4 separate regions of the Mus musculus genome follow, and regions 2, 3 and 4 are each linked to region 1. A link is a contact called in public ChIA-PET and HiChIP or PLAC-seq data. All regions are on one chromosome and are shown on one strand. Each heading gives the region's core, a stretch centred on a gene start, on an enhancer-like site or on the middle of the called end of the contact. The rest is flanking DNA. Distances are from core to core; before and after follow the strand shown. Region 1 holds the start of Vps33a (VPS33A CORVET/HOPS core subunit). Region 2 overlaps Bcl7a (B cell CLL/lymphoma 7A). Region 3 overlaps Kntc1 (kinetochore associated 1). Region 4 overlaps Mlxip (MLX interacting protein).

Evidence for each region. ChIA-PET counts read pairs in DNA pulled down with a chosen protein or histone mark. HiChIP or PLAC-seq counts read pairs in DNA pulled down with a chosen protein or histone mark.
Region 2: a contact with region 1 is called in an H3K4me3 HiChIP or PLAC-seq map of bone marrow-derived macrophages, with 4 times the contacts expected there. The contact joins the enhancer-like site here to the promoter of Vps33a in region 1. A contact is called at or near these places in 8 of 39 promoter capture datasets (the 3T3-L1 cell line, 3T3-L1-derived adipocytes, the C10 cell line and 5 more), 2 of 484 Hi-C or Micro-C datasets (CD8 T cells and nephron progenitors), 12 of 115 datasets of contacts at active chromatin or transcription factors (bone marrow-derived macrophages, effector CD8 T cells, embryonic limb bud and 5 more) and 3 of 9 other capture datasets (adipose tissue, liver and pancreatic islet).
Region 3: a contact with region 1 is called in an RNA polymerase II ChIA-PET map of memory CD8 T cells, with 8 read pairs. The contact joins the enhancer-like site here to the promoter of Vps33a in region 1. A contact is called at or near these places in 3 of 39 promoter capture datasets (erythroid cells, liver and stem cell-derived epiblast-like cells), 3 of 115 datasets of contacts at active chromatin or transcription factors (bone marrow-derived macrophages, memory CD8 T cells and stem cell-derived neural progenitor cells) and 3 of 9 other capture datasets (adipose tissue, liver and pancreatic islet).
Region 4: a contact with region 1 is called in an H3K4me3 HiChIP or PLAC-seq map of bone marrow-derived macrophages, with 2.5 times the contacts expected there. The contact joins the enhancer-like site here to the promoter of Vps33a in region 1. A contact is called at or near these places in 12 of 39 promoter capture datasets (the 3T3-L1 cell line, the C10 cell line, the HPC-7 cell line and 7 more), 3 of 15 datasets of contacts at CTCF or cohesin (large pre-B cells, pro-B cells and stem cell-derived epiblast-like cells), 6 of 484 Hi-C or Micro-C datasets (the HL-1 cell line, cranial neural crest, embryonic stem cells and 3 more), 15 of 115 datasets of contacts at active chromatin or transcription factors (bone marrow-derived macrophages, differentiating embryonic stem cells, embryonic midbrain and 6 more) and 4 of 9 other capture datasets (adipose tissue, embryonic stem cells, liver and 1 more).

Annotation. Positions count from the first base shown.
Region 1 is chr5:123,570,197-123,575,716 of GRCm38.p6, forward strand. Vps33a (VPS33A CORVET/HOPS core subunit) reads right to left here and starts at 2,819. Exons shown (of 13, transcript NM_029929.3): 1 at 2,684-2,819; 2 at 1,281-1,346; 3 at 659-786. The coding sequence starts at 2,785.
Region 2 is chr5:123,366,016-123,371,535 of GRCm38.p6, forward strand. It overlaps Bcl7a (B cell CLL/lymphoma 7A), which reads left to right. Exons shown (of 6, transcript NM_029850.3): 5 at 3,318-3,439; 6 at 5,003-5,520. The coding sequence ends at 5,074. Among named protein-coding and RNA genes, the nearest start is that of Gm23458, 7.9 kb to the left of the region's middle. Within about 2 kb of position 3,031, at least 11 of the 459 cell types and tissues checked have an H3K27ac peak or open chromatin away from gene starts, as enhancers often do. A contact at or near this core is called in bone marrow-derived macrophages, where this site is marked.
Region 3 is chr5:123,762,452-123,767,971 of GRCm38.p6, forward strand. It overlaps Kntc1 (kinetochore associated 1), which reads left to right. Exons shown (of 64, transcript NM_001042421.1): 9 at 62-155; 10 at 1,344-1,396; 11 at 1,664-1,779; 12 at 2,546-2,600; 13 at 3,461-3,559; 14 at 5,319-5,362; 15 at 5,468-5,520. Among named protein-coding and RNA genes, the nearest start is that of Kntc1, 15 kb to the left of the region's middle. Within about 2 kb of position 3,195, at least 10 of the 459 cell types and tissues checked have an H3K27ac peak or open chromatin away from gene starts, as enhancers often do. A contact at or near this core is called in memory CD8 T cells, where this site is marked.
Region 4 is chr5:123,434,067-123,439,586 of GRCm38.p6, forward strand. The region is part of intron 1 of Mlxip (MLX interacting protein); the gene reads left to right. Among named protein-coding and RNA genes, the nearest start is that of Mlxip, 42 kb to the left of the region's middle. Within about 2 kb of position 2,210, at least 90 of the 459 cell types and tissues checked have an H3K27ac peak or open chromatin away from gene starts, as enhancers often do. A contact at or near this core is called in adipose tissue, bone marrow-derived macrophages, group 2 innate lymphoid cells and 5 more, where this site is marked.

The DNA of each region.
Region 1 (5,520 bases), core at 1,569-4,068:
TTTGTGAACTTCCAAGACCAGCTACAAACAGTTGAGGTTTTCAGGGGCCCCATCAATCAACTGTACCAGAGGGCTTCCTTTATAGAGTGAATTTCACATTCACTTACTTGATTCCACAGTTCTTACTTGTTTGCTTATGAAATTCAAGCCCACTACAGCAGTTTGAAAACAGTAGCCCCAGGAGGTTTCTGTGTGGTGTTTTTAAAGGCAGGGTTCTCTCTGCTGACACAGGTTGGAAGTTTTAGCCATCCTCAGAAAGTGAAGTTATTTCCCTCAAGCTACTCAGAGCACGGCCACGTGTCTTCCATCCTACTCCTAACATTTTGCCTTGTCTGGTCCCACTCTTCCAAATGATGGCCGTCCAACACTCTGACAAGAGGGTGAATGAAGGTACTCGGAACATTAAAGTCTTTATAAAGACACTTGGACAGGAAGAGTTCAGCAGGGGAAGGCGCCTACGCCAAACCTAATGACCCGCGTTCAATCCCTGGGACATCCTTGGGAGGACAGAACTCATTCTTACCAGTCGTCTTCTGACCTCCACACAGGCACCTACCATCCTCCAAAGTAAATAGAAAAACAAACAAACAAATGTAAAACAAACAAACAAAAAACTTTTAAAGCCCAACGTCTTTTAAACCACAAAACTCCGAGGTACCTGAGTACATTCTCAGCAATTATGTCCATCAGCTCTAGCCTGGGTCTGACCAAAAAAATGATGTTCTTGACATCAGCTGCGGGCAGACGACTTCCTTTAAGTGTGAACATTTTTTCCACTTCATGTTCCTAGGAAAGCAAGCACACACAGAAGACCAGTAAGAACCCTGGACTCTGTCCTTCTCAGATCGGTAAGTAATTCAGAGTCCCAACCAACCAAACACATGAAGGACCAAGCTGAAAGATAAAGCCGTTGTTTCTGCATCCGCAGGCCAACCATTCTGACACAGCATACCGGCCAAGGCTCTGCGGCACAGTCACACAAAACAGTGCTTGTGCGCAAAATGGTTGTTTCTGTACCGTCCGTCCGTCCCGTCCCGTCCCCCGTCCCCCCCCACCCGTGGGATGCTGGACATCAATTTCGGCATGTTGTGCATACCAGGCAAGCACACTACCACTGAGCGGCACCCTCTAGGCTGAATGTTAATCATGTATTAATACCAGTGTTTGTTCAGCTCAGATAGCTTTGCAAGTGATTATTCAGGAAGATATGTTAGAATCCCATTACCCGCACTAGGCTAGATTAATTATTAATTCTTGGATAAATCGCATATGCATATTACCTTTAGTAGTGAGTACTGTGCGATCAGTCCAAATGGTCCTGTTAAGTACTCATCCCACACTATTGCCTGTAAGAGGGGAGAAGCACTCAGAAATTCCACCACCAGCAACAGAAAAGGCAGTTATAACCAGTAAGAATATAATTTTATAAGGTTTAATATTTTCCCTGCCCCACCCCCACTTTAATTATGTCTAGTTGTATGTGTCTGTGCCTGGGTATGTGCAGGTGGGTGCGGTTCCCCTCAGAGGCCAGATCCATCAAATTTCCAAGGATCTGGGGTTACAAGTGGTTGTCTGTAGGTGCCAGCAACTGATCTGGGCTCCTCTGGAAGAGCTACACTCCCTCTTCACCTCTAAGCCACCTTTCCAGAATATTCTTCTAAAAGTTAGAGTTAGGATTTTTAAAGGCTCTGGTCACATTATAGCCTAAGGGTCGAAAAGAACCTTCCACAAAGGGGGAAATTTCATGATACTGGCATCAAAGATCCCTGCTTCCTCCAGGAGAAACACTTTGTAAACCTGGTCCACACAATCTATTATATCTGATTTCGACATCATTTTCAGTTTAATACTGCCCCCTGTGATTTAATAATCTGCCTTTTTGACTCAATGACTTAGTTGGAGCTATGTTTACAAAACTGATTCTTTTTGGGTGGGTGGGGGTAGGGAGTGTTCTTGGTTTTTTCAAGACAGGGTTTCTCTGTGTAGCCCTGGCTGTCCTGGAACTCACTCTGTAGACCAGGCTGGCCTCGAACTCAGAGATCCGTCTGCCTCTGCTTCCCAAGTGCTGGGGCTAAAGGCGTGCGCCACCACTGCCGGGCCCAAAACTGATTCTTTGAGCATCTGTTTTGTTTTTTTCTTCAGATTAGAACTTCCCATTCCCTGTAGAGGGATGGGGTATGATTAATAAATCTCAGAATAGAGGGAAAAAATGCTTAAAAGAAAACCTCACAGCATGGCTCATGCCTGTAGTGCCAGAGGCGAGAGAAAGGAGGAGTGCCGGCAGGAACAGTCTATATAGCCAGGAATAGGCTCAAAAATAAAATGGAGAGCCGATCCCAGCACTCAGAGGCAGTGACAGGTGGATCTCAGTGAGTTCGAGGGCTACACAGCGTTACCCTGTCTCAAACACTGAGAGGAAAACAGGAAGAAAGGAAATTCTATGAAGTCCCCGATCTAGACAAAAAACGATCCATGTTGAAGTTACGAAGTGACAGCTTGTCTTTCACAAGCTGTGTGCCGAGGGCTGTGGGCGTGCGTGCTTCCAGGCTGGAAAGGACAACTGTCTCGCAGGTCGGGGAGCTCCCGGCCAGGGGCTGTCACTGAGCGGGCGACCTGATCGCCCCCACGGCCTCGCACAGTCCCGCCCGGCCAAGCTTGGTGGCGCCGGGGCCCTGTCCCTCACCTTGCTCCCAGCGCACTTGTCCAGGAACTCGCGCAGCTCCCGACGCACCGCCTCGCGCAGCACGTTCAGGTTCACTCGCCCGTACGACAGGTGCGCCGCCATCTTGCCCGGGCACCCGCATTTCCCCAGACGCCGCCTGCGTCACGTGACGGGACGTTCACGTGATCCGAGTCGCTGAGGCACATTGAACGCGAAAGGCGGAGTCCTGCTGACAGTGATGCTCCTTCAAGGTCCTAGTGCGCATGCGAGGAGGAGTCCCCTCCCCGCCCCTTTCTAAAGTATTTCCCTACCATGCCTAAGAATGGTGAGCAGTGAAAATTGACTTTGTTTGTTTGTTTTCGAGACAGGGTTTCTCTGTGTAGCCCTGGCTGTCCTGGAACTCACTCTGTAGAACAGGCTGGCCTCGAACTCAGAAATCCGCCTGCCTCTGCCTCCTAAGTGCTGGGATTAAAGACGTGAGCCACCATCCCCAGGTCTTAAGGATGGAATTTAGATGTTATTTGTCGCGTTTAAAAGCACCATCCTTGTGTCTTCACAGCTAGAATACTGGTGTAAAATGGCGATCGAGGCCAAACTACAAAATGCACCTTACTACACCCAGTAAGTGGTTCAATCGCAGAGCAAGCTTATCTCTCCAAGTTCAAGGCCAGCCTGGTAAACATAGCGAGCTCCAGGACAACCAGGGCTACACAGTGAGACCTGTCTCCACATAAACAAACAATAAATGGACTGGAGAGATGGTTCACCAGTTAAGAGCACCTGCTGCTCTCCCATAGACCAGGTTCCCAGGATCCACAGTATAGCTCGTGACCATCTGTAACTCCGGTTCCAGGGTGTTGTGTTTTATAAAACAAGAAAAGGAAGCCAGGGATATGCTTGATAGAGTGAGGTATGGTGAGGTGGAAGGTGGTGCCTCTGCGAGCTTATGCTGAGACATCCCTTCCCCATGAGGTAACAGCCATATGACGGATATAGTATGGAATAGAGTTTATTTAGGGCATGGGGAGATGGGGAGGGGAGTTGAGGAAGGAGGTGGGGAGGGGAGAGGAGGGAAAGGGGAAGGGAAAGAGAGAGGGGGAGAGGGAGAAAATAGAGGCGTAGAGGCCGGCCAGGAACACGTGGAGACAGACAGGAAAGGGGAAAGGAGAGAGAAGGGAGAGGGAAGAGAGAAGGTAAGAGAGTGGGGGGGGGGGGGCCGCAAGCAGCCTCTTTTATATTGAGTCAGGCACACATGGCTGTTGCCAGGTAACTGCGCAGCAGAGCCTGGAAGAAATGCTAACACGGGATCTAGTGCCCCTTTCTCACCTAGGAGAGCAAGGCACACAGCACTGATAGATACTTTCAGGCAAACACAGTTTAAAAAATAAGAGAGAGAGATGGCTTAGTGGGAACACGCTGTTCTTCCAGAGAACCAGAGTTGGGGTTCCAGCTCAAAACTGCCTGTAACTCCAGCATTCCAGTTCCACATCCTCTATGCCCACTTCTGATCTCCATGGACTCACGGCAAGTTAATGATACTGAAGTTGAGAATAATAATCTGTTGCAAGGTATTATTCTTATTTATATTTTATGTAAATGAATATACTATCACTCTTCAGACACACCAGAAGTGGGCATCAGATCCCATTACGGATTGTTGTGAGCCACTGTGTGGTTGATGGGAATTGAACTCAGGATCTCTGGAAGAGCAGTCAGTGTTCTTAACCACTGAGCCATCTCTCCAGCCCCCACAAGATATTATTTACAATGTTTTTTTTTTTAAGCATCTGTGTGGGGAGACAGTCATTTAGTAGATATTCAAAGGCAAACACTAACACTTTTGAGAGTTTCTAAAGAGTTGTGGATTACTAATCAGAGATGGAGTAGCACAGCCTATAATCCCCACTGGGGAGGCAGAAGAGGAGGAGAGTAAGTTGTGAACCTGTGTGGTCTACATAGTAAGGCCTTATCGCAAGGTCTGGGGATATAGCACAACGGTACAGGTACAGTGCTTGCTAGGGCTTGAAAGGCTTTTGGTTTGACCCCAATCACTAAGTAAATAAATAAATAAATGGAATCAAACATTGCTGTAACCAGAATACTGAAGCTTACGTTTCCAGTTCTCATAAGAGTCAGTAAAAAGAGACAAGAATACATTATTAAATTATTATTAATTATTAAAAACTTACTTTTAGGGGCTGGAGAGATGGCTCAGCGGTTAAGAGCACTGACTGCTCTTCCAAAAGTCCCGAGTTCAATTCCCAGTAACCATATAGTGGCTCACAACCATCTGTAATGGGATCTGATGCCCACCAGGTGTGTCTGAAGAGAGCCACAGTATACTCACATACATATTATGTGTAGGTGTCTGTGTTTGTCTGCATGTGAGTTTGTACACATGAGTGCAGGCACCCTCAGAGGCTAGAGGCGTCAGATCCCCTGGAAGCGGACTTATAGCCATGGTTGCTGGAAAACCAATAGCCGGCCTCTGGAAGAGCAGCAATGCTCTTAACCACCAAGGTGTGTCTCAGCCCCACCAAGAATGGAATCTTTAAGTTGTGCTGTGTTCAGAGAGCTAGTGACCTGAAAGGGTGATACAGGGGTGGGGAAATGGGGGTGCACCGGGCCAGCCAACTGTGAGTCCAGTGTCATCCCTCTGGTTAGGAGGTCAATCACATTAACCTCTTATCACCTGGATGCCTGAGCCCAGTCTGCCAGTGTTGCTAGTGTTTGTCCAAGGCCATCTAGAAAGCTAACACAAACAAGCTATGGATAGATAGTACCTGCCTGTGTGCTAAGCTAGCAATGACTTGTGTGCGCACATTCCTTGTTATGCTATGGAGTGTGGAATATCTGCT
Region 2 (5,520 bases), core at 1,781-4,280, 200 kb before region 1:
CTTCCATCACCATTCCCTTATGATGACCAGTCTGCTGCTTGTGTGTGTGTGTGTGTGTGTTCGTGCGAGTATGCGTGCTGTTGTGGACATTTCACAAAAAAGAACATCACATGTCTTGCCTTGTCAAGACCGGATCTATCTTGTTTCTGCTGTTGTGCTGTAGCATCCAGGCTAGCTGGCCCTTAAGTTTCTGAGCCTATCTCCTGTCTTTGCCTCCCATCTCGAAAGTGCTGGGAATTACAGATGTGTGCCACTCCGGCCTGACTTTCACACGGATTCTAGGGACAAATAAGAGTTTTTAGGCTTTTGTGGCTAGTACCGCCATCACCCCTTGAGCCATCTCCCTGGCCCTCCTTTCTTCCTTTTTATGACTGGGTAATATCTACTGTAATACTATTTGGCTGTTCCCACCACTGAATTCACCATTGTGAATAGTGCTCCTGTGGCATTTGGGGCTTTTTTTTTTTTTTTTTGGTTTGGTTTGGTTTGGTTTTTTGGGGTTTTGGGGGTTTTTGTTTTTGGTTTTTTGTTTTTTTGTTTTTTTTGGTAAAAATTTAATTATTATTATACATAAGTACACTGTAGCTGACTTCAGACACACCAGAAGAGGGCATCAGATCTCATTACAGATGGTTGTGAGCCACCTTGTGGTTGCTGGGATTTGAACTCAGGACCTTCGGTAGAGCAGTCAGTGCTCTTCCCCGCTGAGCCATCTCTCCAGCCCATGTTTTTTGTTTTTTTGATTTTCGAGACAGGGTTTCTCTGTGTAGCCATGACTGTCCTGGAACTAACTCTATAGACCAGGCTGGCCTTGAACTCAGAAATCTGCCTGCCTCTGTCTCCCGAATGCTGGGACTAAAGGCGTGCACCAGTGCACCACCACGCCCAGTGCTCTTGTGGCATTTGTATTCAAAACTCTGGTCTCTGGACTAGAAAGTAAAATTGCTAGATCATGACAGGTGTGGTAGTACTCAGGAGGCAGGGGCAAGTGGATCTCTGAGTTCAAGGACAGCCTGGTCTATAGAGCAAGTTCCAGGATAGTTTGGGCTATACAGAGAAAAAAACCTGTCTCCAAAAAAAAAAAAAAAAAAAAAAAGTCATATAAGTTTTTGAGGAACTGCCGTTAACATGGATTTTCAAGGGAAAATGAAAAGATTTTGAGTCTGTGTCCTAGATAATCCATCCGTTACTCCCATCAAGGGTTAATTTGTGTTTGGGGGTGGGAGTTGTTGAAACAGATTGTAACCCAGATTGGCCTTGAACCCTTTATCCCCCTGCCTCAGCCTTCCAAATGCTAGGTTCACAGCCTCCCTGACTGGGATCTGTCCGTGCCAGCCCAGGTAACCCTCACAGCCCCTGGAAAGGGTTGGGTGGCTGTCGTCAACCTTGTCTATATAGGGGAGGCTGAGATCTCGGACAGAAAATACTGGTCCGGTGATTCACCAGGCGGAAATCTGACTCCAAACTGATTCCCTCTGCATCCTCAGATGTGGATTGTAAGAAAGCCCAGCACAGAAACTCTGACCAACCGCGTAAAGGCGGGTTGCTGGTCTGGGTACAGTAGCAGAACACCCGAAGCGTCTTGAAGCTCCTACCCGCCCTGTGAGTAGCTAGCTGTCTGTAGCCCGCCTGCCTCAGGTTCTAGACAGCTGCTGGCTGTGTGCCCATATCATTTATATAGTTTTTAGATTCTGTATTTTGTTATTCCTCTGCCTCAGGAAGTAAGCCGTGGTTGCTTGGGCATATACCCCATCTTCAAGATTAAAAATCAAATTTAAATAAAGTCAGGGTGATCTGTCATCTGGGCCATGTGTGAACAACCTAAGCCAGGGTGGCATCTGGGGGAAGCATTTCCGTTGTGTGTCCTAGAATCTCTAGATAAACTCCCGTGACCCACAGAGTTCCAAGCCCCCATCACCTCTTCCAACCTCTACCTTCCTTTTGCCAAAAAAAAAAAAAATTGTGAGACAGGGCAAGAGGGAGACGTCATAGAGCATAACAGCCCAAGCGATCATCAGATAAATGATTGCTTCACAGAAGGCTGCTGTTCAGCCAGATTGTAATATAGAGAATTTGTAAAGATGTGCAAACGTCTGTGCCCTCACCATTTAGAGAGATGGAAAAACCTATGTGCACATGAGGGAACAATCTAGAAAGGTGGAACCAAGGTCTTTAAAATACTGGTCTGTGTATCTTAGAGGTGTGAGGTATCAGTTGAGTTTAGCTATGCTTTTTTTTTTTTTTCCATCAATGGTTAGCCTTTGCTCAAGTCACTTAGAGTCATCCTTATTGTTAAGAGAAACACTGGGCTAGGGATGGAGTTCAGTTGATAGAGTATTCACCCAGGGCGGGTGTGCCCAAAGCCCCGGGGTTGATCCTCACCACCAAATAATCTGTGCGCCCGTGGATCCCAGCACTCAGGAGGCAGAGTTCATAGGACCCAAAGTTCTGGGTTATCCTTAGCCACCAATAGAGTCTGAGGCTGGCCTAGAATATTTGAGACCTGTCTCAAAAGAAAAATGCGGGAGCGGCAAGGTGACACAACCAGTAAAGGTGCCTGTCCCTAAGCCTGCCAACTTGAGTTCAGTCGCCAGAACTCACATGATAGGCGAGAACAGACGCCATCCAGTGGTCCTCTGGCCGCCGTATGCACACCGTGGCATGCAAACATGTATGTTAAAGAGACAAATGTGTTTTGTTTTTTTTTTTTTAAGTTAGAACTGGAAAGATTTCTCAACAGTTAAGTGCGTTGGCTGCTCTTACAGAGGACCCAAGTTTGGTTCCCAGCAAGCACTTGGTGACTCAAGGCCATCTGTAACTCCTAGATGTTCTCCCCTGGCCTCCGAAGGCAACAGGCACACATGTGGCACACAGACATACATGCAAGCACTTACACCTATCCACATAAAATAAAAATAAGTAACTCTTGGGAAGTTAGGAGAAGGCTAGTTCTCTCCAACAGCCTAGTGAAGTCTCTGTGGCCATAGCTTCCCTGGCGACAGCCATGATTGCTGTAGTACTTGGTGGCCAGCAGAGGGCGCCAGACACTGGCAGCATTGTGTGCTAAATATCTCTAGACAGAGAGTAGGTATGCCTGGAAGAAGGGTTGGAGACCCGGGAGCCCACTTGTAACCTGGCTCCTTATAACTGTTTGGCTAGTTGATGAATCAGAAACTTCCCAAGCTTTAGTCCAATCCAGCTCTGGAAGCCCCCAGCCACAAAAGTTTCCAGATCTGGGTATATTTAGTCCTTGGCCCATCTGCTGCAGCTTCTCATGTGTCTGAAAAACAGCTTCTGTTGTCTCGCTTCTTGCTCAGATGCATCCGAGGAGCAAAATTCACAGTCTTCGATGGAAAACTCGGTGAACAGCTCCGAGAAGGCAGAACGGCAGCCATCTGCAGAATCAGGGTTAGCGGCAGAAACGTCGGCAGTCTCTCAGGTACCTGCAGCTCGGGCTCTGTGGGGTGGGGCTGGGGTCCTCCACGGTGTGTTGAGAGTTGTGCTGCTTCCTGTTGGACTGTTAGAACACTGCTTGTCCACTGAGCAGCCGCTCCAAGTATAAGCCTGTGTATGCCACCTGGGATCCCGGTGACGGGAGGGACATGGGATTTCTCTGTGTAGCCTTGGCTGTCCCGGAACTCACTCTGTAGACCAGGCGGGCCTCGAACTCAGAAATCCACCTGCCTCTGCCTCTCAAGTGCTGGGATTAAAGGCATACGCCACCACTGCCCGGCTCGTGACCCCACATCCTTAAGGTTAAGGAACACATGACCTCAGAAACCTAAAGGCCCGATTATTGTTTGGCATTTTGCATGTGATATACGGCCCCTGCTCAGATCCCTTCTGTGTTACAGCCAAGTATCAACATCGTTCTTGGATTGTCCAGTGCAGATCCAAGGCCCAGGGGCAGGAGGCAGATATGATGGAATCTAGCCCGGGTTCCAATCCAGCTCTAGTCAGCTGGATATGCAGGTGCCTGCCGATAATCTCAACTACTCAGAGAGTTGAAGGAGTAGAATAGCAAGTTCAAAGCCAGCGTGGGACACTTAATAAGAGACCATCTTTATCTGCCTGGCTGGCCCTATATCCCTGTTGCCTGGAATAGGAGCAGGTCTTTAGCAGGCCCTGTGCTGACCTCATAAGGAGGGGCTGACTTGGGTGTAAAAGGCTTGGAGAGAAGGCTGGGATAGACAGTGATGGGGGGAGGGGCTGGAGCTGCTCACCTCCCAGCATTGCTAAGAGGTCGGGCTTGTGTTCTCAAGTCAGTGGGACAAAGGTTGGCAGCCTCGTTTCCATGAGCCGTTTACAGTTTTTAAGGTGATGTTGGGTGACACCTGTAGAGAGGCCACGTCATGACAGCTCAGACAGATGGACAGGTACAGCAGGTGGATCTTGCTAATGGGAGTCAGGGGCATGGTAGATGGAAAGAGGAAACTGTGGGTTGCTGTCCGGGCACCGGCTTTCTTTCACGCGTGTGATAACACAGAGACACAGGAAAGGCCAGGGAGCACCGGTTAGCTGTCTGGAGTTTGGTCTCTGGTGATAGGCAAGGTCTGAGAGTCCAACGGTGACTGGTCGTAGATGGGTAAACCTTTATTTAGGGTGGCCGTAAGACTTCTTAGGAACTCTGTGACCACTTTGCTCCGAATAGTATCCATGTGTCCGTTCCTCAAAAGCTGAGCGTCTGCCCCGTTAGCCTGAAGTTGAAGAGCTCTGGGTTTGGGGGAAGCCACCTTAGAGGTGGGTCACAGAACTAAGCCTCATGCTCCGGTGCCTCCACAGGTACGGACAGGGAAACATGGTCCACATTTAAAGTTCCCTGTGTGTCTGGGATCCCTACCACACACTTGTACTGCTCATGGGGTTCAGTCAGAACCGCACAATTCTCTCTCCCTCCCCCTCCCCCTCCCCACCCCCCTCACCTACCCCCAGACGACCTGTGCCCTGACCGCTGGCCCTCCCTGCTTGTACTGACCCCAGTCACTTCTCTTCTTCCCGGAAGGATTTGGAAGGAGTGCCGCCGTCTAAAAAGATGAAGCTGGAAGCCTCTCAACAGAACTCAGAAGAGATGTAGACGGCCCGGCGGAACCTTCTGGTCCATGTTTCATGGCAGGTACATCGGCAGGCTTAATTCTAGAAACACGGCCCAAGCGACTCCTCTTGGGCGCGAGCAGAACTAACGTTTCAAGTTTACTAAAGTGCAAATCCAAGAAGAACCTAGAGCGGCGGCGGCAGCGGAACTTCGCAGACACTTGACGGACTCTGCCGTGAAACCGAAACACTCGAACCTTCAAGTGACTGCCCTCTGGGAGGTGGGTCGACAGCTCAGGAGTGTGTGCGCACTGTCTCGGAAGCCAAGATTACATTTGTGTTGCTGCTGTATCCCCCTCCCCTCACTTCTCTATTTAACGATATAAGCTATTCGAGGGTGGTACCAATCAGGAATTTGCTTTCCATAGGGGCTTTTGGCTCTTCAACCAATTCCTTCTGCTTTCTTTTTTTGTGCCTTGTACCCTAGAG
Region 3 (5,520 bases), core at 1,945-4,444, 190 kb after region 1:
TGCGGTTCCTGGACGGTTTGGGTTTAAGATTTCCAACTGATGGTCTGTTTCACTTTTCCAGGGAACCGGTAGTTGTGCATTCTCAAAATGGGAACCCGATTCTACCAAGAAAGAAATGTCTCTTAAGAACTTTGTGGGCACAGACATTATTAAAGGTAATGATAAACCACTGTTGCACTCTGAAATGTCCCAGACTGGGCTCAAATTTGCTGTGTAGCTGAGGCTGACCTTGAACTTCTGATCCTCCAGCACAGTAGAATGGTAGCACTGGTTTGCGATGCTCTAAGTGATGTATGTGCTGCGTAGGATTAAAGGGTGTGTCTGTGTTGTGAGTTTGCAAACAAACTCGGGTCCTCTGGCAGAACAACAAGATCTCTTAACCACAACTGAGTGGAGGTCAGAGGAGAGTAGGTCTCAGTTATAACTCGGTCTGCTATATGGGTTCTGGGGATTGAGCGCAGCTTGTCAGACATGGCGGCAACAGCCCTTTACCCCTGAACCATCTTGCAGGTGCTTTGGCTCGTTTTTCTTTTAAGTTATATCTGCTTGGTCTGTGCATTGCATGTACACACTTGGTTACTTTACTGTATGTGCATGCAGAGACCAGAGGCTCCCTGGGCATTGGCTCTCTCCTTTCAGAGTGTTGGTCCTGAGGGTTGGGCTCAGCTTCTCAGGTGTGGCGAGCACTTTTATGCACTGATCCATCTTGCCCACCTGATTTTGGGTGGCTGTTGTTGTTTGAGATGGCTCTTACTATAGTCTAGGCTGATTACAGTAGCCCAGACTTGCCTCAAATCTGAGCTTATCTCCTGTGTGATTTTCCATAATGCTGAGAGTACAGGTACAAGCTACTTTTCTAAGCACAGGCCATTTTGTTATCACCCTGAAACAAGCCAAATTCATTTGGTGACTTTCACCCATGTTTGTGACATGTTCAGTCATTACCTTTGGAGAGGCTTTGTATTTCTTTTTTAAAGATTTATTTATTTATTATATTAAGTACACTGTAGCTGTCTTCAGACACACCAGAAGAGGGAGTCAGATGTCATTATGAATGGTTGTGAGCCACCATGTGGTTGCTGGGATTTGAACTCAGGACTTCGGAAGAGCAGTCGGAGCTCTTAACCTCTGTGCTATCTCTCCAGCCCAAGGCTTTGTACTTTATTAGTCACTTTGAAACAAGAACAACAGTAACGAAAGTCAAAATTGAGGCAAGAGTAGATGAAAATGGGGTCGTCATTTAAATGTAGTTCTGCCCTTTCATGAAGCCATGACTTTACAGTTGAAACAGGGTCCTGCATGAGATGAAATAAAACCCTTAGACATCTCCCTTTCCCTTTCAGGTGCAAAGTCATTTCAGCTGATCGACAACCTGCTTTTTGTGCTGGATACTGATGTACGTTTCTGAGACTGCTTTAGTGGTTCATTTACTACTACCTTTTTTTTTTTCTTTTGTTCTTTGAGCCTTTGTGCTATGAAGTCAGCTCCCAGTCTCCCACTGAGCTACGCCTTCCACCTGATAATACATTTAGGTGGTAGACAAGGACGTTAGCTGGGTGCGTGACTATCTGTGTGCTGTGCTTCGTCTCAGCGTGCACCAAGAAACGAAGCCTGACGTTTGCCTTCTAAATCATAGATGTCTAAATGGGTGTCTTTCCTGTAGAATGTGCTGAGCTTGTGGGATGCTTACACTCTCACTCCTGTGTGGAACTGGCCCTCTCTTCCCGTAGAGCAGTTTGTTCTCACGACAGAAGCGGATTCTCCCTCATCTGTTACCTGGTATGTTGGGGGTCTAGTTAGTAGTGATTTCCATAGCCCCAAGTGTCTGTCTGGGTTGGTTCAGATCATTTACTACGTCTTGTGTTCGAAACCACATCTGAGTCTGTCTGGCAGAGGAAGGACCGATTCTTTATTTGCCAGTTTCTATTTGGCACAAATAGATACTATAATGTGAGCGTCTATGGAATGATGGTAGAAACAGAATCTGTGATGTGTACATGTGAAACAGAGTCCACGGTCTTCTCTGAATGTGTTTTGACCTTTCTGTGAGAATATCACTTTATTTAAGTTCATACTTAGAAACATGCATGGTGGGCTGGAGAGATGGCTCAGTGGTTAAGAGCACTGACTGCTCTTCTGAAGGTCCTGAGTTCAAATAGCAGCTACATGGTGGCTCACAACCATCCATAACGAGATCTGACTCCCTCTTCTGGAGTGTCTGAAGACAGCTACAGTGTACTTACATTGAATAAGTGAATAAATCTTTTTTTTTTTTTTTTTTTGGTTTTTTTTTTTATTTTGTTTTGTTTTGTTTTTTTTTTTTTTGGTTTTTTGAGACAGGGTTTCTCTGTGCAGCCCTGGCTGTCCTGGAACTCACTCTGTAGACCAGGCTGGCCTCGAACTCAGAAATCAGCCTGCTTCTGCCTCCCAAGTGCTGGAATTAAAGGCGTGTGCCATCACTGCCCGGCTGTAAATAAATCTTAAAAAAAACAAAAACAAAAGAAGCATGCATGGCTTTTTAACTTGAGTTTTTCTTCTCTTTTAGGCAAGGAATTACAAATCTCAAATTAGTCACCCTGACAGCAACAGCGAAGGAGAAGGTACCGGGGGACTTTACACTACATTAGTATGTTTTATGAATTGGAAGTCAGGATTACTAGCCAGTTAATGCTCACAGCATGCTAACTTGTAGCTCACGGAGACTTCGATAAACAAGAATTAATGTGCAGAGCCCAGTTTTCAAAGAATGGATGAAAATCTTGGCTCTTCATTTCAAACAGAACATTTTAGGAACCAAAGATAAGCCCAGCAGTGGTACTCGGGAGGCAGAGGCAGATGGATCTCTGTGAGTTTTAGGTCATCCTGGTCCACAGAGCTACACAGAGAAACCCTGTCTCTAAAAAAAAAAAAAATTAAAGAACTTATTTGAGCAAGGTGTGGTGTCTCACGACTGTAGTTCTAGCATTCAGGAGGCTGAAACCGAAGGTCATGAATGAGTTCAAGGCTCTCCTGGGTTGTATAGCAAGTCCCTGTGTCAAAAAGGCAAGGGCTGGAGATGAAAGAGTAGTGTGTGCAAGGCACTAAAATTAGCCTCCAGTGCTGAAAGAAGGAAAGCAAAGGGTAGGGAAGGGGAAAGGAAAAGCAATAGAAAGGAAGGGCGGGGACAGAAGAAAAGGCGTCGGCTAGGTGGGGTGTTGTGAAGGAGCAGCGCTCCTGGAGTGGAGGTGGGGCATTCTGCGCATGTTTTCATTCTGCGGGGCAGGTGGACTAGAGCATCGTCTTCTTGTGGTTTAAGAACACAGTTTTGTGGGTAGCATTTATACGATAGCGGCAGGCCTACTTGTGTAGTCAGAGAGTGCTGTGGTTACTCGTGTTTGGCTTTGTACAAGATGGGTCAATAGATGTCTTGACGGGGAAGTGCTAACCTGTGCTGATGGGTTTCTATTTTTATTTCTCATAGATGAGAAGCCTCATCATTTACTCTCTGCCTTCGATGGAAACACTGTACTCTTTGGAAGTATCTAGTGTTTCTTCTTTAGTTCAAACAGGAATCAGCACGGTATGTTTATTCATTTTTCCAAGTAAGAAAAGCGGGAGTGGAACTTAGTGTAATGCTTCGCTTTATCTCTGCCTTATACTTATATGTTCATTACTAACACATACTCAAGAGACCCAGCCGAGTCTTCATAGAAATTAAGATAAAACTTCATCTGCTGTTCAATTGTATCTTTTTGTTTTGTTTTGTTTTTTTCCTTTCACATTGGCTTATTTATTGTCACAATGCCACAAAGAAGTCCCAAATCTTTACAATTCCTTACTTGCTTCTCATTTTTTAAAAAAGAAAAGCCCTAAATATCAAATCATGTTTTGTTTTTTGTTTTTTTTTTTTGAGACAGGGTTTCTCTGTGTAGCCCTGGTTGTCCTGGAACTCACTCTGTAGACCAGGCTGGCCTCGAACTCAGAAATTGGCCTGCCTCTGCCTCCCAAGTGCTGGGATTAAAGGCGTGCACCACCACCCGGCCTCAAATCATGTTTTAAAAATTTTTAACTGAATTATTTAAGTTCTGACAATGATAGAATGTGCCAGTCAGTCAAACTTCCAAACTACTAAAGCTCTGAAGAAAGAATGAACCATGACTGGAGCTCACCGCATTGCACAGCTGTTCAGGCTGAGCAGCTGTCACGAATGCGCAGCTGTCACGAATGCGCAGCTGTCACGAATGCGAGTGCACAGCCACTGCCACTCACACACTGAGAGCACGTGTTCTCTACATCTGACACGCTGAGGTAAAAGCCAGGTTTTACCAACTTTTTAATTAATGCAGAAAACCTTCCACAATAGCAACTGTGTTGAAAACTCCAGTAACATTAGCCAACCTGTGATATGTTGCAATCTTCTGATTAATAGAGAACAGACATTTTTTTAACTATACAATTTATAAGCAACTAATAAACTTTGAAATGTTAGTAATATAATAAAGTTATAAATAGTTTGCCATCTCCTTTCCTTTATATATTTTTATATTCATGCATCTCATTTATCTGTCTAGTAGACTATTAAATTCTGGATTTAAATATGACTAAGCATAAAATAAAACAGAGATGAGTGTGAATGTCTAAGCCCGTAAAAGTTATTAACTTGGAAACAAATTCAACCTAAGGCATACATGGAGAAAGTTGGATTTGACATTGGGTCCTTCATAGTTTGACCTGTCAAGTACACATGAACATCCATGGCTCAAATTATGAACGTCTATGTGCCATAAAGCTAACTGCGTCACAAATGGAATGTCCACTACTTGAAGAAATGCCCCTCTGATGTTAAACTTTGCAAGATGTAGAGTCTGACGTGGTAGGCATCCGTATTAGCAAGGTTTTAAGATCTAGTCAATATATACACATATGTGGAACTTTCCGTTTAAATCACAATGTCTATTAACAAAAGAACCTAGGCTAGCAGTGCTCCAATCCTAGTCAAAAGGGTAACATTCCATCAGTTTTCTTCTGTTAGTCACTAGACTATCTTCCTGCTATCTGAAGATCACAGTAGATTCCACTTTAGGCTGTAAGAGGCATTGCCTGAATGCACTCAGTGTATGTCCAGTGGTCAAGCTGCTCTCAGCATCTAAGAGTCAGCTGGCATCAACATCAAGTCACCCACTGCATTTCCTTTCCTCAGTGTTTGAAGAGTTTCCTAGTGATTCTAAGATCAATGGATGGATAATTTTTGCCAGAAGTATTTGTTTTTTTCTAATAATTATAAAGTACTTGGTGGCTTCTACATTTGGGTTTTAATCATGTTTTTGTTCTGATTGTAGGACACTATATATCTTCTGGAAGGAATTCACAAAAATGATCCTAAGTAGGTCATGCTTTGTTTTCTCTGATAATTCATACATATCTAACTTAGAATTTACTCATGAATACTGCATGACAGAGCTACTCACAATGTAATTTTTTTTTTCAGCCTATGTGAAGACTCTGTGTCTGACTTAGTACTTAGGTACCTCACAGAGGTGT
Region 4 (5,520 bases), core at 960-3,459, 140 kb before region 1:
AACCGTAACTAAGATAGGACCAGATTGCTAGATAGGTATAACAGTTTGAGGATGGCAAGGAAGGTTATAGAACTTTATAGTAATGAGTGTTGCACAGGGTTGTGAATGTTAGTAGTAGCACTGAACATATTTTAAAATGGTTAAAATTATAAATTTTGTAATGTGTTTTAGCACACATATAAAAGGAAAAGAAGTTAAGGTTAATTTTTTTTAAACTCATTTTTCACCCACACCTATATGCTGCTCTGGAGACTTGCAGCTGTTACTTTTGTTCTGACCTTTTCTACACAGTCTCTTTCTGTAAACTTTGAGGACCCCATCTTTATCTCTTATAGTTAGAAATTATATCATTAAGAACACAGCAAGGATTTTTCATCTGTTTGGGATACTCTGTCTGCGTGCTTTGGCCTCTTTGGCATGGGAAACTCTTATGATTTGGTGATTCTCAGCCCCGTGTTCCCGTCGGCTGGTTACTCTAATATCCCCACCCCGGGACTCGTCAGGAAGTAGAGCTTCTCCTTAGGTAACAGGTAGAACAGGCAAATAACTCATTCCTGGGGTTCAGTCAGGTATCAAATTCTGCAGACTTTTCCTCTGGAACCACCCAACTTCTCCAGATCAGGATGTGTGTTGGCAAAGTCTGCCTGTTGATATTTGGGAAAACAGGAAGAGATAGGAACTGGAAATCGCATATCAAGTATTCAGACTTGTACTGAATCCCCCAGAGTTAAAAAAACAAAAACTAGTAAACAAACAAACAAACAAAGCTATCAGATGATGATCAAAATATTATCTTTATTGCTGGTCACAGTTGGATAGAATTGTGAGGTTTTTTTTTTCATAACATTAATATTTATTGCTTTATATGAATACTGTATTGAAAGCCCAAGCATTCAGTTACACACGAAATTATACAATTATATACCGCTTCACAAAGGCAGTGAACACATTACAGTCTACAAAACCTACTTTACAGAAATTTAAAAATTCTAAATATCAAAAAGTACAGCTGAAGAAACAGGTATAAATTTGGCAGCCAGTAATTCTGACAGGGAAGTTGCAGCTTGCATGACTTTAAATATGTGAATTTGAAAATATTGAGTTTATAGAGTAGTAACCATTGTGCTTTGTGTTGATCTGAAAAATATAACACTGGCTGTTGAAGAAGCATGTTCAAAAATATTAATTCACTTCAAAATGTTATACAAATCATGGTGGTTTCTGTGCACCCCTAACGCCTCGGTCATTTTAGCTCAGGTACATTACTGAAGTCCTCTACTAATTCTTCCAGTACAGTGATGTTTCACACCAGTACCATGCGGCATATAGGATTATTCAGAAAGACAGATGTGATGTTGACAGTGTTCAGAAAAGCAACCGAATGTTATGGGACCTGTGGGCTCTTGAGATGGTTTCATGTCAGGCTCCGAAGCACTCATTCTACAGACAGCAAGCTAATGCTTGAGCACAACTCCCAAGATAAAGCACACTTTCCATAAATAAATGAAGTCTTGTTGTCTCAGGCACCTTAGAAGTATACAAAAGAATTTAGTTTGCACAGATCTCTTGGAATGTGTTTAACCTGGTATTTCAACAGACTGAAAGATTCCCAGGGTCTCACAGGGGCCAGATTTTTGTCTCAACTACTCAGAAGAGAAGATGTCTTCTGAAAGAAGTGAACTCAGTCATTACCAATAAAAAAGTATTGGCTGCAGTTGTTTGTTTTTCCATGTCCACTCTCAAGTAGACAAGCAGGGTGAGCGTGAGCAGCTTGCTCCCCAACGGAGCGTGAGCAGCTTGCTCCCCAACGGAGAGGAGAGGAGAGCAGAGCAGGACCTGACCGTCCGTGCCTGCTTCCCTTTGCGTTGGGGGTGCTTTACCAGTGGAGATTCAGGAGCATCACCAGGACAAGTGAAGAGGTGATGCGGTTGAATTGATCAGTGAGTGACCCAGAGCTGTAATCAGCAGCCTGTACTCTCTGTGTTGGCTTCCTTTTGGAGAGAATGAACAAGAGTCGGTGTCTAATTTACCCCAGCGAGCAGAATCCGTGATCCAGTCCTGCCCTCCTGTGTTCTTGATAGCCCAGTGCTTTCCTTCTGAGGCTTGCACTTTAATTTTCATTCCAAAGCAGTCTTTTGCCAGACCGCTGAAGAATTCATGGTTTGCTAACTCCATCCAACAAAATTGTAAGAGGGGCCTTTGTTGTCCTGTGAACTTCCTGTTTTGTGTCAGCAACCCTCCTTCTAGGAAGGGGGGGGGTAGGGGCAGAGTGTATGAAGACGTCTTCATGGAAACATTAAGCAATTGTTTTAATAACTGGGTTTAGAAGCACTGGACCAGCAGTCCTAAAATGAGTAAGAGCTAGACCATGGCTGTCTCATGGGGTGGAGGCTGGGCTAAGTACCTGGCAAATGTCCCTTGTGGTCATGGCCATGACACAGGAAGCACACGGTTCAGAAGTATGAGGTAGAAGAAACTTCCAGGTACAGGGCCAGTGGTCTCACAAGCTCTCTAGTATTTCTGGCTATAATTTAAAGAAGCCTTGTAGTTGGACTGTCTGAAAGATGTGTAGACCAGGGCGGAAAGCAGAAACCTGATCAGAGGCTTTTGGGTGCCCTGCTTTCTCATGGAGTGACTGCCTCTGCTGCTGCCTTATGGAGTCTTTTAAAGTAGCTTTTCCTAGTTTTGTGGGAAACTCGACTTGTGGTGTAAGAAGGGCTCCTATACACATAGCCCCTCTTCCCTCTGTGAGGTGCCAGAGAGCACATTAGGAAAGAAACAGACAGAAATTATAACACATCCACCACTGAGCTGCACTCCCCAGCCTTCATCACTTTGTAGCTTTTGCCATCGTATAACTATGAGCGATGGTGTAGGACTTGTCAGTCATCCATTCTGTGTACCAGACAGGGTTTTGGACTAGTTTCTTTATGTGTGTATAGCGCCACTTGCTGGCTGTAGAGATGTTGCAGAAATATGAGATGGTAGAGGCTTAGAAATGCATATTTTCCTGCTAAAATTTGACTTTGTTTGCCATAAGTATTGTGAATAAGAGAAACATCTCAGCAAGCGGTTGGGGAGAACCAAGGAATGCTTGCACTGTTTATATATAGGTCAATATCCTTTTCTGTACCTGCTACTCTCATCATGATACCTACCTGCAAGAGCTGTGTGTGTAGTCTGATGGGGAAGAGGTTGACAGCACACTGCCCCCTTTTTCATAGGTGCACAGCGGAGGTATGATTGGCCTAGGTTAGCCCACTGGTTAACTCTCACAGATCTTGAGAGGGCACTAACATCTGTTTCTTCCTGGAGCCATGGGTCCAACACAGCTCTTTGTAGTCACTCTTCTTTTGAAGTCATCTCTGAGATAGTACTCAGTCAGATTCTGGTACTAATGAGCACATGGCACAACCATGGACTCCTGGCTGTCACAAGAATGGAGTATCAGTTATAGAAAAAGTGTTTTTAGTTTAGACTTGCTCCTTAATTTCATTTGAATACTAGAACTGCACACTGGCCAGACCTGAAATTGCTAGAGGACCTTGCTCCCCATGGGAAGACCGACTGACTGTGTTGAAGACAGGCTCTGTCTGCAGCCTTCTCTGGACTAGCCCACTGGCTCTTACAGCTCTGATGAGCTCCACTTCTGTTACCTCGTCATAGTCACCAGCCAAGCAGGAGCAGTGCCTCCTCGCTTCTCCTTGGCCTCAGCTTAAGTTTTAGCCCCTGCATTGGTGTTCTCTCACACAACTCCTGGATGGCACGGGCCCGCGTCTCCCTTCTCTCCTCCCTCAGCTCTTAGGTCTTTCCTCACAGAGTAGGTGCTGAGCGCTCCTGGCTGAGTACAGAGAAAGAAAGCCATGGCCCTGCCACTGCGACCGCATGTCAGGTGCCTGCTCCAGCTCCCTCTTCCATGTGTGTGCATGTGTGGGCGGGTGTACATACACATGTGTGGGTGGGTGTACATACACATGTGTGGGTGGGTGTACATACACATAAACAGACAGACTTTCAACTAACCCTTAGTTAAATCACTGTGGAGGAGATGGCATTGTTTGATTATACCCAATAAACAGAAGCACCAGAACACCCCTTGCCAACGTAGTTGCACAGCTGGGGCGGAGGGAGTACAGGCTCCAGTCCCTTAGCTAGGGCCTTATGCTCACAGACGGATGATCAGTTACATGGGCAGGTTAGTCATGCCTCTGGAGTGGCAGCTGAAAGAGGAGGTGGAAAGACTCTTCAGGTTCCTGACCTTTGGCCAGAGACTGTTGCTATCGTTGTATTCTCAGATGCTAAGAGGGTGTGCTGGGACACTTTTTAGGGACGGGTCACTGTGCTCTTTCTTTTTAAAAAAATGCTTATTTTTATTTTGTGTGTATGAGTGGTTTGCCTGCATGTTTGTAAATGCATTGCATGTCTGGTGTCTGTGGAAACCAGAAGAAGGCATCCGATGTTATGAAACTGGACTTACAGGCTATTGTAAGCCACCATCTGGGTCCTGTAAACTGAACACCAGTCCTCTGTGAGAGCAGCAGCAATCACTCTTTAGTGGCTGAACTATCTTTGAATTGCTGGGGCCATCTCATTCTGTTTCACAATCCACAGCCTGGGCACTGATAGTGTGGGTGGAAAGATGAAGAGTTCTGCCAGGTATTTAATGGGAAACTCTCCTTACATCCCAAGCTTTCGGGTTCACTTTATGTCTTGCCTCTTTGAATGCTTCTGCTTCCTTGACTGGTACATCTCTGCCACTTGTGTGACCTTTCTGAGTAGGTTTGGATAAGGGGCAAAGCTGTGACCTGCCATCAAGTGGATGCTTTTCAGCACCATATGAACTAAAGATAGAGTCTTACTGTCTCAACCCATCAGGCCTAGGAGAGAGAGGTCAGCACTGGCCCAGAGCAGATGGTGTAAGACCAAGTAGAAAGAGTAATGACCATGTGTGTTAGACACCAAGCAGAAGGGGCTCGAGCATCTCAAAGCTCTCATTAGTGCTATCTTTAATGTAAGAGTATGCCTCAAAATTCTCCAAGAATTGGATCCTGGAAAGATGACTCAGTGGTTAAGAGCACTTGATGCCCTTCCAGAGGTCCTGACTGCAGTTCCCAGTACACACATCAGGTGACTCCGGTTCCAGAAGACCTAGAGCCCTCTTCTGGCTTCCACACATCTGTCTGTCTCTCTGTCTCTGTTTCTGTCTGTCTGTCTTTCTTCTCTCTGTCTCTGTCTCTCTCTGTCTCTCTCTGTCTCTCTGTCTCTCTCTCTCTCTCTCTCTCTCTCTCTCTCTCACACACACACACACACACACACACACACACACACACACACACAAATTTATAAATAAATCCAAAGAAGTTCTTGTACAGTAAGTTGAGAGCACTCACTAACTAGGCTAGTAACAGGCAACATGAGCTCCCTGGTGGCACAGCCATCTTGGCAGTTGAGTTTCCCAGGTGCTATGCCAGCAGCTACCTCAGCAGCTAAGTGGGATCACTTCCTCAGATGGCTTGAGAT